2 separate regions of the Macaca mulatta genome follow, and region 1 is linked to region 2. The links are chromatin contacts, called in public Hi-C maps. All regions are on one chromosome and are shown on one strand. The core of a region is the stretch at or near the end of the contact, and the rest is flanking DNA. Distances in the headings are between cores, read along the strand shown. Region 1 overlaps LOC144329827 (a long non-coding RNA gene). Region 2 holds the start of KLF13 (KLF transcription factor 13).

What was found. A called contact is a pair of places that touch in the nucleus more often than the background predicts.
Region 1: a Hi-C map of CD4 T cells shows a contact between it and region 2, with 4 times the contacts expected there. The contact joins the enhancer-like site here to the promoter of KLF13 in region 2. A contact is called at or near these places in 6 of 14 Hi-C or Micro-C datasets (CD4 T cells, blood, cortical neurons and 3 more).

The regions. Positions count from the first base shown.
Region 1 is chr7:7,948,850-7,955,190 of T2T-MMU8v2.0, reverse strand. LOC144329827 (a long non-coding RNA gene) reads right to left here. Exons shown (of 4, transcript XR_013395475.1): 2 at 5,378-5,699; 3 at 805-890; 4 at 312-661. Among named protein-coding and RNA genes, the nearest start is that of KLF13, 100 kb to the right of the region's middle. Within about 2 kb of position 1,425, at least 6 of the 40 cell types and tissues checked have an H3K27ac peak or open chromatin away from gene starts, as enhancers often do. A contact at or near this core is called in CD4 T cells, where this site is marked.
Region 2 is chr7:7,847,178-7,854,322 of T2T-MMU8v2.0, reverse strand. KLF13 (KLF transcription factor 13) reads left to right here and starts at 5,067. Exons shown (of 2, transcript XM_028850658.2): 1 at 5,067-6,159. The coding sequence starts at 5,583.

The DNA of each region.
Region 1 (6,341 bases), core at 176-2,675, 100 kb before region 2:
CTAATGCGTTTCACCACGAATCTGATCTCTTCTGCTTTATATCTTCCAGAAATTCGCCAATGTTCTGGTCTGTTGGTGGCATTTTTCCTGGTTTTCAAGGGCTTCTAAGTGTTTTTATATTTATCTTACTACATCAGATGGCGGGGGAGATGGGTAGGAGAGGTGCAGTTGAACCTTGAACAATGTGATGGTTGGAGAGCCAAGCTCTCACGCAGTCAGAAACCCTTGTGTAACTTCAGGCTCCCTCCAAACTTAACTAATAAATAGCCTACTGTTAACTGGAAGCCTTACTGGTAACATTAAAAAATCAGTTCACACATACTTTGTATATGTATTTATACTGTATTCTTACAATAAACTAAGCTAGGGAAAATAAAATGTCATTAACATCATAAGAGAAAGTATTTACTAAGTGGAAGTGCATTATCATAAAAGTCTTCATCCTAGTTATCTTCACGTTGAGTGGCTGAGGAGGAGGGGCTGGTCTTGATGCCTCAGGGTGGCGGTGAGGAAGATGTGGAGGAGGTGGGAAGGGAGGCAGGAGAGGCAGGGATACTCTGCCTGTATAACTGATTGAAAAACCTCCCTGTGGGTGGACCCGCACAGTTTGAACCTGCGTTGTTTAAGGGTCCGCTGTGCTTGAAAGTGTTAGTCAGCAGTCCTGAACGAAATGTAAACAATGGTTGAATGAAGGAGCAAGGAAGCCTTAAGGGTGGGGAGGGGCGGGTGTCGGCAAGGACCTTCCTCCAAGACAGGGTTGTTGCCAGGGGCAAATGGTGACTGATGATCCACAAGAAGGCGTACCTGTGTGACAGCACCTGTAAGCCAGGTGGGATCAGGGTGCGGCCTGTCGTCTGCTGTCGTCAGGAGGTCAGCAATGGATGGAAGTCCTAGGGGGACAACACGCACAGCTTAGCAGCAGGTGCCTCTCCCTTTGGGCCTAATTTAGCCGATGGGAGTTTAATTTAGCCACGGGGGCGTAATTGCTAGAAGAAAAGGGAAGAAAAAACCTGATGCCCTCACCGCCTTCCAACCTTCCAATCCTGACTCTTCAGGAAAACCCTGGCTCTCAGACGTCTCCAGAGGCCTGGCCAAGAGTGAGAAGGTGCGGGCTGGCGTGGGGGCGGGGGAGGGGACGGGGCGGTGGCAGGATGCTCCCCAGAGGCGGAGAGGGGCGCAGGGAGGGTGCTGCAGGCGGCCTGGGAGTTTGGGGGCGCCGCCCTTCCTCCTGCCTTGGGCACGACCGGTGGATACCGTCGAGTGTGTTGTGGTCCCCTTCTTAGGAAAAGCACAGAGAGCCCTTTAAAGATGTGGACCGGACAGCAGCAGGGGGCCCAGGGTGACCACGGTGCAAATCAGGGAAAGGAAACGTGGGTCGCCACACATTTGATTTAAAAGAAAATAACTTCCCTCCTGAAGCAGAGGCTGGGCTGGGTGCCCTGGCACAGGCACAAAACCAGAGCGAACCCTTGCCGCTGCTCTGGAACGTCGGCCACACCCTCCGGATATGGGAAAGGCTTTCTTCTCTATTTCAAATGACCCTGTTTCGCCTTTTTTAGATGCAAATGTTTATTTGGTCTGACTTTGAAATACCTCGGTGCAGCTGAAATAATTGAAGGCAGCCCCGTAAGCAGCAGCACTTCCCGACCTTCTCACAGGCAGACCCTCTGCTGGAGCCGCCAAGCGCCCTCGCGAGATACCTGAGGGGCGGCCCAGCCCCTCCCTCCCTGGGCCGAGCTGGCCGTGCCGCAGCTGGTCACCCGCACGAGGACCTCGGGGTTGCCCTGCAGACTGGCATTTCCGCAGGGAAGTGATGGCAGCTGCCGTGGAGCCAGCATTTGTCGGGGACCTGGCACCCAGGCCACCGGCTCTGGGAGAGGGCTGCGGGGCTCACCTTTCAGGGATTAGCTTGTGCAACTTGACTTGTTCCCCCAAATCCTACAAGTACAGAGGATGTGCAGAAATCTGAGAGAGAAACAACCTCCGCAGCTCGTTGTTGTGGGGATTAAATTAGTAAGATGCCTAGAAAATACGATTCAGGAGTGTGGGTGCGTGTGACTTGGTGGTGGGTGGGCTCCACTCACCACCCTCCCTCTGCACCTGTCCGAGGCATTTGAACCAGAGCAACTCCATTTTGAACAGGGGCCGGTAAAATAAGGCTAAGACCTACTGGGCTGCATTCCCAGACGGTTAAGGCATTCTAAGTCACAGGATGAGATATGAGGTCGGCACAAGATACAGGTCATAAAGACCACGCTGATAAAACAGGTTGCTGTAGAGAAGCTGGCTAAAACCCAAAATGGCAACAAGATGTGTCCTTTGGTCGTCCTGACTGCTACACTCCCACCACCACCATGACAGTTTACAAATGCCATGGCAACATCAGGAAGTTACCCTATATGGTCTGAAAAGGGGAGGCATGAATAATCCACCTCTTGTTTAGTATATATTCAAGAAATAACCATTAAAATGGGCAAACCGCAGCCCTTGGGGCTGCTCTGTCTATGGAGTAGCCGGTCTTTTACCCCTTTAATTTCCTAATAAACTTACTTTCACTTTATTCTGTGGAAACGCCCTGAATTCTTTCTTGCCCAAGATCCAAGAACCATCCCTTGGGATCTGGATTGGGACCCCTCTCCTGTAACACACCCACCCAAGAAGTTCTTGCTCATCTGAGGGTTCACAGAGTCAGTGACTGCTGTAGTGTCACCCCCTTTTATAGATGACAAAACAGCATCAGAGTTTGTTGTTGTTGTTTGAGATGGAGTCTCACTCTTTCTCCCAGGCTGGAGTGCAGTGGGGTGATCTTGGTTCACCTTCCAGTTTCAAGGGAGTCTCCTGCCTCCCAGAGTAGCGGGGATTACAGGTGCCCACCAAGCCCAGCTAATTTTTGTATTTTTGGTAGAGATGGGATTTCACGAAGTTGGCCAGGCTGGTCTCGAACTCCTGACCTCGTGATCCGTGGGCCTCTGCCTCCCAAACTGCTGGGATTACAGGCGTGAGCATCAGAGTTTTTAAGTCAGAACTGGAGCCTGAGCACGACAGGTGCCAGAACCCGGCCGTTCCCCGAGGGGCTGGCCTGCCGCACAAGGTCCGCCAGCTCTGGCTCTTTGGGTGTGAGGTGTGGGTGGTTGCGTCCTTGCGCCTGCGCTGTGCCTGGCCGACGGGTGTGCAGGGGGTCCTCTATTTCGCTCGGTTTTGCCTGGGACTGTGTGCCTTGTGTGCTGCATCGTGGTCTCAGCAGTGGATCTCGGTAGGCACCGCTAGACTCGGTCCTCAGTGGCCCGCTGTGCCCTGCGGGGGACCCTTTTGCACGTACCGTTCCCCCTGGCAGTTGCCTTCCCTCCCCAGGTCCTGGATGGCTCCCACTGCTGGCCAGGGCTCAGGCCGGATTCTCTACTAGACTCAGCGAGGCCCCTGCAATGTGCCACGATGCAGGCCCTCCCAAGTGCGCCCATTGTCCCATCCTGGGCCACGGCAGCTCCTGACACAAAGCAGCATCTCATATATGAACGGTGGTGGTGTCCCCGGGGGAGATGGAGAAAGAGGGGCTGGCAAAAACCAGGCGGCACAAACCTACAGCGGCCTTGCCTTCACTTCACACAGTGCGGTGGGCCTTTCCTCCACCAGCGTGAGCAGTTGGAAGCCGGCCTGAGCCCAGTTCCCAGCTGAGAACATTGTGCTTGTAATAGGAGCGAGCGGTGTGTTTTGAGTTGGTTCCTTGGGGTGGGTTCGTGGTCTGGCTGATTTCAAGAATGGAACCCTGGGCCTTCCGGGTGTTATAGCTCTCAAAGATGGCAAGGACCCAAAGGGTGAGCAGCAGCAAGAGTTATTGTGAAGAGCAAAAGAACAAAGCTTCCACAGCATCCAAGAAGACCCGAGCAGGTTGCTGCTGCTGGCTTGGGGGAGGGGGGAGGCCAGCTTTTATTCCCTTATTTGTCCCCTCCCATGTCCTGTTCCTGTACTATCAGAATGCCCTTTTCTCAATCCTAGCTGGGATTGGTTAGTTTTAGAATTATGCTGATTGGTCCATTTTACAGAGCGCCGATAGGTCCATTTTACAGAGCACTGATTGGTTCGTTTTACAATCCTCTTGTAAGACACAAAAGTTCTCCAACTCCCCATTGGACCCAGGAAGTCCCATTGGCTTCACCTCTCAGTGGGACTGTGTTTAGGGGACAATTCCACCCAGACACAGTGACCTGACCGTGGGGTGCAAAGCTGGGGCCCAGACAGCCTTCCAGACAGCCTTTTACTATATTGGGGATGTGGCTTTATGGAGTCATGCTGGCCACTCCCTCCAGAAGAAGCCTGATGGATCAAAGATGGAAACCAAAAAAATACCGGAAGAAAATGATTAAAACAAAAAAAAAACAACTGTTGGCCAGGAGCGGTGACTCAAGCCTGTAATCCCAGCACTTTGGGAGGCCAAGGCGGTCAGATCATTTGAGGTCAGAAGTTTGAGATCAGCCCAGCTAACATGATGAAATTCCTACTGTGCTAAAAATGCAAAAGTCAGCTGGGCATGGTGGCGTGCTTGCAGTCCCAGCTACTCAGGAGGCTGAGGCAGGAGGATTGCTTGAACCCAGGAAGTAGAGGCTGCAGTGAGCCAAGATTGTGCCACTGCAGTCCAGCCTGGGTGACAGAACAAGACTCTGTCTCAAACACACATACACACACACACCTGTAATCTTGGAGAGGGTTGAACTCTTTAATGATCTTGCAAAACCCTGTGGCCATAGCAACATAATTGATTTATTCTACCAGATAAGAAAAAAATATATCTGCATGGCAGAAAACATCCTGCTTAAAGTTAAAAAAAAAAAAGATAAATAGAAAAAAAATATGGCACATTCCTAAGATGGAATTTACCCTGCAGTCATGAAAAAGAATAAGGTATACTTAAGTGTATGTGAAAACAGAATCTTATGCATAATAATATATGTAACTTATGGCACAGGCAAAGGGCCACTATAAATCAAAGAAAGAAATCCAACAACTGAATTGAAAAATGGGCAACGAGAATAAAAGAAAAATGCCTCTAAACATTTTAAAATATGCTGAGTGTCATCACAATAAGAGAAACGCAAACTGAAATATCAATGAGATCCTACTTTCCACTATCCGATCAGCAAGTTCCAAACTTTGACAATGGCCTTTCGAGTGAGCTGACGGGACATGCTCCATGGGGGAATGTAGTCACATTTAGCAGAACTGCACACATATGTGCTCTGGCCCGGCAAGCCCACTTCACAGTCTTGTCAAGACATGTAATACAGAAGCTCATCAAAGCATTGTAGTGATTGGAAAAGGATAGGAACAACTTAAGAACTACCAGGATTAATTACATCACATCCCTAGGTCAGGTCTGCATTACCTTGCAGTCATTGAAAAAGAGGGCGGTGGCTGGGCGTGGTGGCTCTCCTGGTGCAATCCCAGCACTTTGGGAGGCTGAGGCAGGTGGATCACTTGAAGTCAGGAGTTCGAGACCAGCCTGACCAACATGGTGAAACCCCATCTGTGCTAAAAATACAAAAACTAGCCAGGTGTGATGGCGGGCGCCTGTAATCTTGGCTACTCGGGAGCCTGAGGCAGGAGACTCACTTGAACCTGGAAGGCGGAGGTTACAGAGAGCCGAGATCACACCATTGCACTCCAGCCTCGGCAACTCCGAGTGAAACTTCAGAGTGAAACTCCGTCTAAAACAAAAAAAAGAAGGAGGTATATTTAGGTCTATGAAATGCAGCAATCTTCAGAGTATATTGTTTCATGAAAAAGACGAAGCTAGAGGGTATGTTCTAGACTTATCTCATTTGTTCGAATGAGTGTATGTGTGTGTGCACACAGAAATTCCTGGTAGGATGCATAAAACATGGACATTCGTATGTTTCCTCTGATGCTATGAACCAAATGTTTCTGTACTCCTCCCCGCAAATTCATATGTAGAAATTATCAGCCCCAGTGCAATGGCATTAGAAGGTGGGACCCTTGAGAGGTTAGGTCAAGAGGATGGAGACCCCAAGCTCTCTTCCTCTTTCTCTGCCATGTGGCCAACTGCAACCTGAAGAGAGCCCTCCCCAGGACCCAACCATACGGGCACCTTGATCTGGAACTTCCAGCCTCCAGAACTATGAGAAATAAATGCCTGCTATTTATAAACCACCCAGTCTGTGATCCTTTTTCATAGTGGCCTGAGCTGACTGAGACCGCCAGGTAAGAGACCTGGGGTCTGGGGTAGGTAGCATTCCCATTGTCTCCTTTATTCTGTTTGAATGTTTGACTCCAAGCATGAAGGACATTTTTAGTTCTTTTGTTTTTTTGGGTTTTTCTGAGACAGAGTC
Region 2 (7,145 bases), core at 3,818-6,317:
ATCTGAAGGCTGGAAGCATGGCCATCCATGTATTCAATGGCATAATATTTGGTAAATTGTCACACTGGATAACTTAAAAGGTTCAGGGAAAAGAGACTAAGGGTGTTACTCTACCATCAAAGACTGAGAGGCTCAGAGGATCTGCAATCAAGTTGAGAGAGAGGCATGTCTTGAAAAGTACTGTGAGTGGATACTGACAATGAAACCAAGTGGAAGCAAAGAGACTAGGTAAGATGTTAACTACATTTTCAAGAAACTAGCAGTGCCCAAAATTAGGAGTAATACAACCTGTGGCTGGAACTTAAAATAACTCTTGGTCTCCAACCTTTTACAGGCAGAAAATGGGCTGAGAAAACTGCTCAGCCCGCAAAAGCAAAAGGACATATTTCCCCAATATCCACTTCATGTGCAGCCAGGGAGGATAACTGCAAAAGGAAAAACTTCCCGAGGGTAGAGCAAAGCCCCTTGTTGCCCCATCCCCAAACTCCACAGCAAGCACATTTGAGGCTATTCAAGGAGTAGTGTCACTTTAGGGCAGGGGCCATATCTGCCCAGCAGGGTTTCAGGATTGCTACGGATACTGTCTACTGCATGTCTCCCTCTCCTCCCTTTTCTGAATTAGGCTGTTTGTTGTGTTATTCTATCTCTTTGCACTTGCAGCATTGGGTGTGCATATGAGCAGCAGGGGCCCAGACAATTCATCTTTATATCATAGGTCTCCAGACCAAGAGGAACCACATGAGCCACATGAAGAAACCACTGTTCCTCTCACGGGGGTCCTGGGCTTTGAACTGGCTGCCACAGAATGTCCCTCACCTCAAATTCCTGTTATCCTGTCTCTGGCCTCTAGACCCAGATTAAACAGGCATGTGAGATGGGTCAGGCCTACCTGGGGAGGGGTAAAATGTATTTCGTGTATGGGAAAGAAGGGATAGCTAACAACCTTGGGTCCATGCTATCCCTTGTCTTCTGTGTGGCAACCAGCACATTCTATACAGAGGCTGCTCCATCAACCTGCTGTCCCCAAGTGCCTCCCTATGGACGCGCAGCATGGCCAGAAATAAACCTTTGAGCTTTGCAGTGTGGCCCAGCCTCTCCTGACTGATACAGGGACTCTGTTCATCTCATCTCTTGAAACTGTTCCTGGAGCTGCCAATCTGCTCCAGCCTGGGCTGCTGACCCTCTGCACCTGGCTAGGCAGCTATCACCTGGGACTTCCTTTCCCTTCCATCCTGCAGTGACTTCCCTGCTTTCCGGATCACATGTCTCCCACTTTCTTGGTTTACATCTTTGTTTTGATGAAGTATAATCTCTGGTGGCTTCCTACTATGAGAAAGGATGCATGGGAGATAAATTTTTTGAAATCTCATGCATTTGAAAATACTTCGTTTATAGTTTGGCTGGGTGAAGGTTGGAAAATAATTTTCCTTTTCATTTATTTCCCACGGCTTTGTTCCTTTCCTTCTAACTTCAATGGGTTGTTGTGGAGAGGCCCACGGTCATTCTGACCCGACTATTCGTATGTGACTTGTTTTACTGTCAGGACACTTTTGTTCCCTGCATTCTGAAACTCGCCAATGATATGTCTTGGCGTAGAGCTATTTTTTCCCACTGTGTAGGGCTCTCTTCCTTTCAGCTTATGTCCGTGAAGACCTCTCTTGAATTAATAATTCATCGATGATTTTCTCTCTTGTGCTTTCCCTGATCACCTGTTGGGGTCCCTATTCGTTGATCAATGACTTTTTTTGGTTGGTCCACTCATTTAGCTTTTCTCTATTTTCCTTTTTTTTTTTTTTTTTTATTTCGGTTCTACTTTCAGGGAGCTTTTTCACTATTACATTTCTGCTACCTTACAAACATCTCAAGAACACTTTTCTTCCCCTGAATGTTTCTGTATATATGTTCTCCCTTCACAGGTTGTATGTCTTTTAAAATTTAATGACATTATTGATGGTTTTGTTGATGTTTACTTCCTTCTGCATGGACTGTTTCTTCCAACTTGTTTTAAAACTGTATCCTAACTTTGTATTTCATGACACAGGGTTTCCTGGGATGCCGGTCAGCTCTGGCTGCCTGCTTGTATTTTGCCCGGGAGGGACTGAGAGACTGACAAGAACTTCTGTGCACATGAGTGGCGGTGTTAACTGTGGCCTTCCCTATAGGGTAGTTGGGCAGCCACAAATGTCAGAATGTCTGGGTGTTTCCCCTTGGCATGGTTGGCTCCCCCAGGAAAGACCCTTCTAGTCTCCTGGCTGCTTGCATTCTGAAATCCCAGAAGGGGGCTTGTGGGTCTCAGCATCCAGTATCCATGTGTGCATTTAATCGCCTGATCCTATTACCGTACCTCTGTCCTTAATTGTGCCTGGTGTCCACCCACCCCAGACGCTGCCTTTTACTTTTTTCAGGTCATAAATATCCAGCCTTTTGTCAGAACAAGGAAGGGGCACTTATCAGGCTGCATGAAATTGGGGTGCACATATGGGCATCTGAGTGTTCCTCAAGCAGACGTTCTGCCAACCTTTCACCCCGGTTTACTCTCACATTCAAAGGGACATAGTGCCACCCATTAGTGAACCTTCTGGGGGATTCCATGGAGTATATTCTTAGCTTTCCTTCCTAGCTACTATCTCAGGGTTTCATTTTCTTGAATCTGCTAAGTATTTTAGCTTCAAAAACTGTGTTGCTGTTACTTCCTCTCTTGTTCTCCCTGTCTTTGTGGATTTCTGCCTTCTAACAAATGCTCCAGAAGGAAGTTAAAGTCAACACATACTAACCATCCACCAACTTTACCCAGAAACTCAACCACCCTTTCAGCCTTTAGTCTCTATACTCCCCAGACACAGCTGCTCTGCTTTTCTGTTGCTTCCATTTGAAATGAGGCGGCCCAGCCCTCACATATACATAGGCCATCTCTGTCAAAATTTTACTTAGCAACGAAAACATGGACTCTTAGCTAAGAGATTTTCTCTGGGGAAGAGCTGTGTCTGTGCGGAAGACGCTTCCATGTAGGTTTGGGATAAAGTCAGTGAACACCATGACAATCATCAAACGCTTGAGTGGATTTTTGAGAAACCGGCCAGGGGGCTCAGTTTTCTATCCAGAATGCCACAGAATACAGTCAAAATTCTTTGGCATCCACATTCTTGGGAAACTCTTGGAGGGGGTGCATCAGTGCCGAGGACCCTTGGCCATGCAGGGCATCCCCTCACCCAGGGCAGGCTTGTTTTGTTCATGGCTGTAGTAGCCCAATACCTAGAATAGTGCACACTCTAGGAGGCCTACCACTGTGTATGCTGGCTGGGGTGACCCGTGGAGAGACGTGGCACCTTGAAGATTGGGGAGAATTCTGCTGGCTGGAAAGCGGCCAGGAGGGTATGGGTGGCTGATAAGCTGGTGTAGGACCACTCCTTCCTTAAGAAGTGACTGACTGTGACATGTGGTGGGAATGGAGGAACATTCCGAATCATTAGTTGGTCAGGACACACGTCTCTTAAATGTCATCAACACAATCTGCCTAGAAGAAACATGATTACTTTCTGCCAAGCACAGACCCTCCTAGAGGGACCAGACCCAGCCCAGCACCTTTATAGTCAGCCCAGAGGGGAGCAACTCAATCAGCGAGACGGCATTTTTGGGTTTTAGTTACACATACTGAGGGTGCTCAAACATCCATGCAATTTGCTGTTCACCATAACACGCAACCCGGAATGGCTGTTTCGGTCCCCCGTCGGTTACCTGAAAAGCGGTCTTACTGGGCCCCAACCCCAAATCAATTTGGTGAGAACCTGAACTCCGCTATTAACCTTAATTCTGAGAGAAGAATGACACCCCCCTCCCACTGCTGGGGTCCACTGAGGGTGAGTGCCCGGGCTCCTTCATTCTCCAGGCTCCTCTCAGAACACAGCGAGGGTGGCGGACTCCTTCCAATGTCCATTAAGCACAATGCACCGGGGAGAGGCAGTAGGCGGTTTGCTGAGCCCGGTTCCGAGGCGGTGGGAAGTTATTCACCGGCGTCTCCGAGGTCAGCCCAGGCCTGGAGAATGGCTGGGGCCGCGGGCTGGAGTAGGGGTTACCGGTGAGAGTCAAGGGCAAGTTGGCCAGGCCCGGGCCGGGAGGCGCGGGCAGGACGCAGCCGAGCATTTCCTCCGGGAGGCCCAGACAGCGGGCGGGTGGGGCGCGGTGGGCGGGGTCCTCGCAGTTGGTGGCTTTTGAAGCCCCCCCGACCGCGGTGGGAGAGGGGCAGCCTAGAAGAGTTGGCAGCGGGCCTGAGGCGGGAGGGGGAGGAAGGGGCCCCGCGTTCCCTCAGCAGCGGCGCCGGCCGCCCTGGCACGTAGTTCGCTTCTGGAGGCACAGGCCGCGGTGGGCGCGCCACCCGGGCTGCCAGGCTCACCGCCAGCCGAGGCCAGACCTGTTCGGGCTGACCCGAGCTCAAGGGTAGCGCGGCCGCACACCGGACCCCGGCCGCCAGGAACGAGCCCGAGGAGTCTGTCCCTCCCGCAGGAACTGCCCCGCCCGGACTCCCGGAGCTCTGCAGGGCAAGGGCGTGGAGCGGGCGAGCGGCCTGAGGCTCTAGGCGCGGCCACCCGGCAAACTGGCGGCTGAGGGCGCGGCGCGAGTGCTTTCCGCCCCCAGGCAGCCCCGCGCCCGGCCGAGCAGACACGCCTCCCGGCCGGCGCCCATCGCGGGAGGAACAAATGGCGCCCTCCAGAAAGCACTCCGCTCCACGCCGGGGGCGAAGGCTGGCCACCACACAAAAGCTCCGGCAGGGAAGTGCCCGCTGTGTCCCCACTGCGGGGGGTACGGGCAGCAGCTCCGCGCCGCGACTACCAGGCCCACCACCCCCGGACGTCATGCGTCAGCGCGCCCCGCTCCAGTTTCCGCCCCTCCTCCTACCGGCCCAGGGGACACGCCCACTGGCGCGCGCAGGCCCCGGGACCGGGCACGCCCCTCTAACGGCCCGGATTGGCCTGGCCGTGCACTCACGGACGAATGGCGTCCGTCCTGGCAATCGGCCACGCCCCCTTCCCCAGGCGCGGGCACGCGACCCCTCCGTTCCTCCGGTGCGCGCTCTGGGCTCCCCGCCCCCTCCGCGCGCGCAGCTCCCCGCGGCCGCCGCCGCCTGTAACCTGCGCCGCCAGGATGTGGCTGGGGGCTGACGTCGGGTCCAGATGTGGCCCCGGCCCCGCCCACCCCCGGGGCCGGGCCGCCCACACCGAGCCGCGGCGCGCTCGGCAGCTGTCCCGCCTGCCACAATGCGCGGCGAAACTGCGGCCGCGACTTGGCGTGGTGGTCCCTAACGTCGCCGCTCGGCATCCTTAGAAGCGGCCGCCCCTGACGCCGCGCGGGGACCCCAGTCGTCCGCGCCCCCCATGCGCTCGCTCTTCGGTGCCCGGCCGGGCCGGCGCCTCGCAGACGCGGAGCCGCGCGGGTGACGGCAGAGGCGGCTGCGCGCCCAGCCCAGCCCAGCCCGAGGAGAGGGCGCGCCGCGCCCCCGCCCCCCGCCCGCTCTCCCGAGGCCGTGGGTGCGGATGCGCGGCTGACGCCTCGCAGCAAGAGCACCGCCGCCGGCCCCAGCCCGCAGCATGGCAGCCGCCGCCTATGTGGACCACTTCGCCGCCGAGTGCCTCGTGTCCATGTCGAGCCGCGCGGTCGTGCACGGGCCGCGTGAGGGGCCGGAGTCCCGGCCCGAGGGCGCGGCCGCGGCCGCCACCCCCACGCTGCCCCGCGTCGAGGAGCGCCGCGACGGTAAGGACAGCGCCTCGCTCTTCGTGGTGGCGCGGATCCTAGCGGACCTCAACCAGCAAGCACCGGCGCCCGTCCCGGCGGAGCGCAGGGAGGGCGCCGCGGCCCGGAAGGCGAGGACCCCCTGCCGCCTGCCGCCGCCCGCCCCCGAGCCCGCCTCCCCCGGCGGCGAAGGCGCGGCGGCCGCGCCCCCCAGCCCGGCGTGGAGCGAGCCGGAGCCCGAGGCGGGGCTGGAACCCGAGCGGGAGCCGGGACCCGCGGGGAGCGGCGAGCCCGGCCTCAGACAAAGGGGCCGGCGGGGCCGAAGTCGCGCCGACCTCGAGTCCCCGCAGAGGAAGCACAAGTGCCACTACGCGGGCTGCGAGAAAGTTTACGGGAAATCCTCGCACCTCAAGGCGCACCTGAGAACTCACACAGGTCAGTGGGGCGGCGCGGGCGCCCGGATTGCTCGGTCGGGGTCAGTGCGAGCTGCCCGACCACGCCCCCGGAGCCGCCGGCGGGGCGCGAGGTAGGGGCCGGGCGGGCCGGGACGCCCGGGGCTTCGCCCCTTCCCCCGCCGCTCCAACCCGCTGCTGGCCCCGCGCGCCGTGCGAGGCGGGTCCTGGCTCTTGGAGCCGGCGCCCGCCAGGCGACCGCGCCCCCGCCGGGCACGCCCCCTCCCCGGGCGCGCTCGGGTGGGGCCGCGGGGGCGGATGTAGTCATCTGGGTCGGGGGCGGGGACCCCGCCCGGCCGGGGGGCGGTGTGGGCAGGTGCGGACAGCCTGGGTGTGGACCGCAGGCGGCACTCGTGACGGTGGGGCGCCCGGTAGCGGGGGCAGGGGACGCTCTCCGGGGTCCCTCCTAGTCTCCTCCCCCGCCGCCCGGGCGCGCGCTCAGGAGGGGAGGGGCCGGCCCTGGCGCGCGGCGGGCGAAGTTCACGTAGGGACAAGGCTTCCTTCGCCACTCGGCATATTCTCCGCTCTCTTCTTCCTGTAATTTTTCCAGCGCTCTAAGGTTTAATTTGTCGTAACCAGAGTCAGCGGCGGCGCTGGGCGATGCGGGGGGCGGTCCCGGCTCCCGCTCCCCGCCTGCGGCTCTTTGTGGGAACCCCCGCCCAGTCGGCCGGCGGGGGCGCGCCCGGCCCTAGGGCTCTTCGGCCTCGCAGCTCTCTCCGGAAACGAATGCCCTGGCTGCTGCCTGTCCTCCGTGCTGACCTCTCGCCTGCCCACCTCTCACCTGCCCTGGGCCGGTGCGCGGCGGGCGGCACCTGCGCCAGGGCGGGCGCTGAGCCTCCAGCCTGGGGATCACCGCCCGCCCCCGCCAGCCCAGCGGCAGCAGTTCCCACGCGCGGCCCGATACTTTGTAGTTGATTCATCTGTGGCGGTTCCCTCCCCCGCTTTTTGTTTCGTTTTTAACACAAAGAT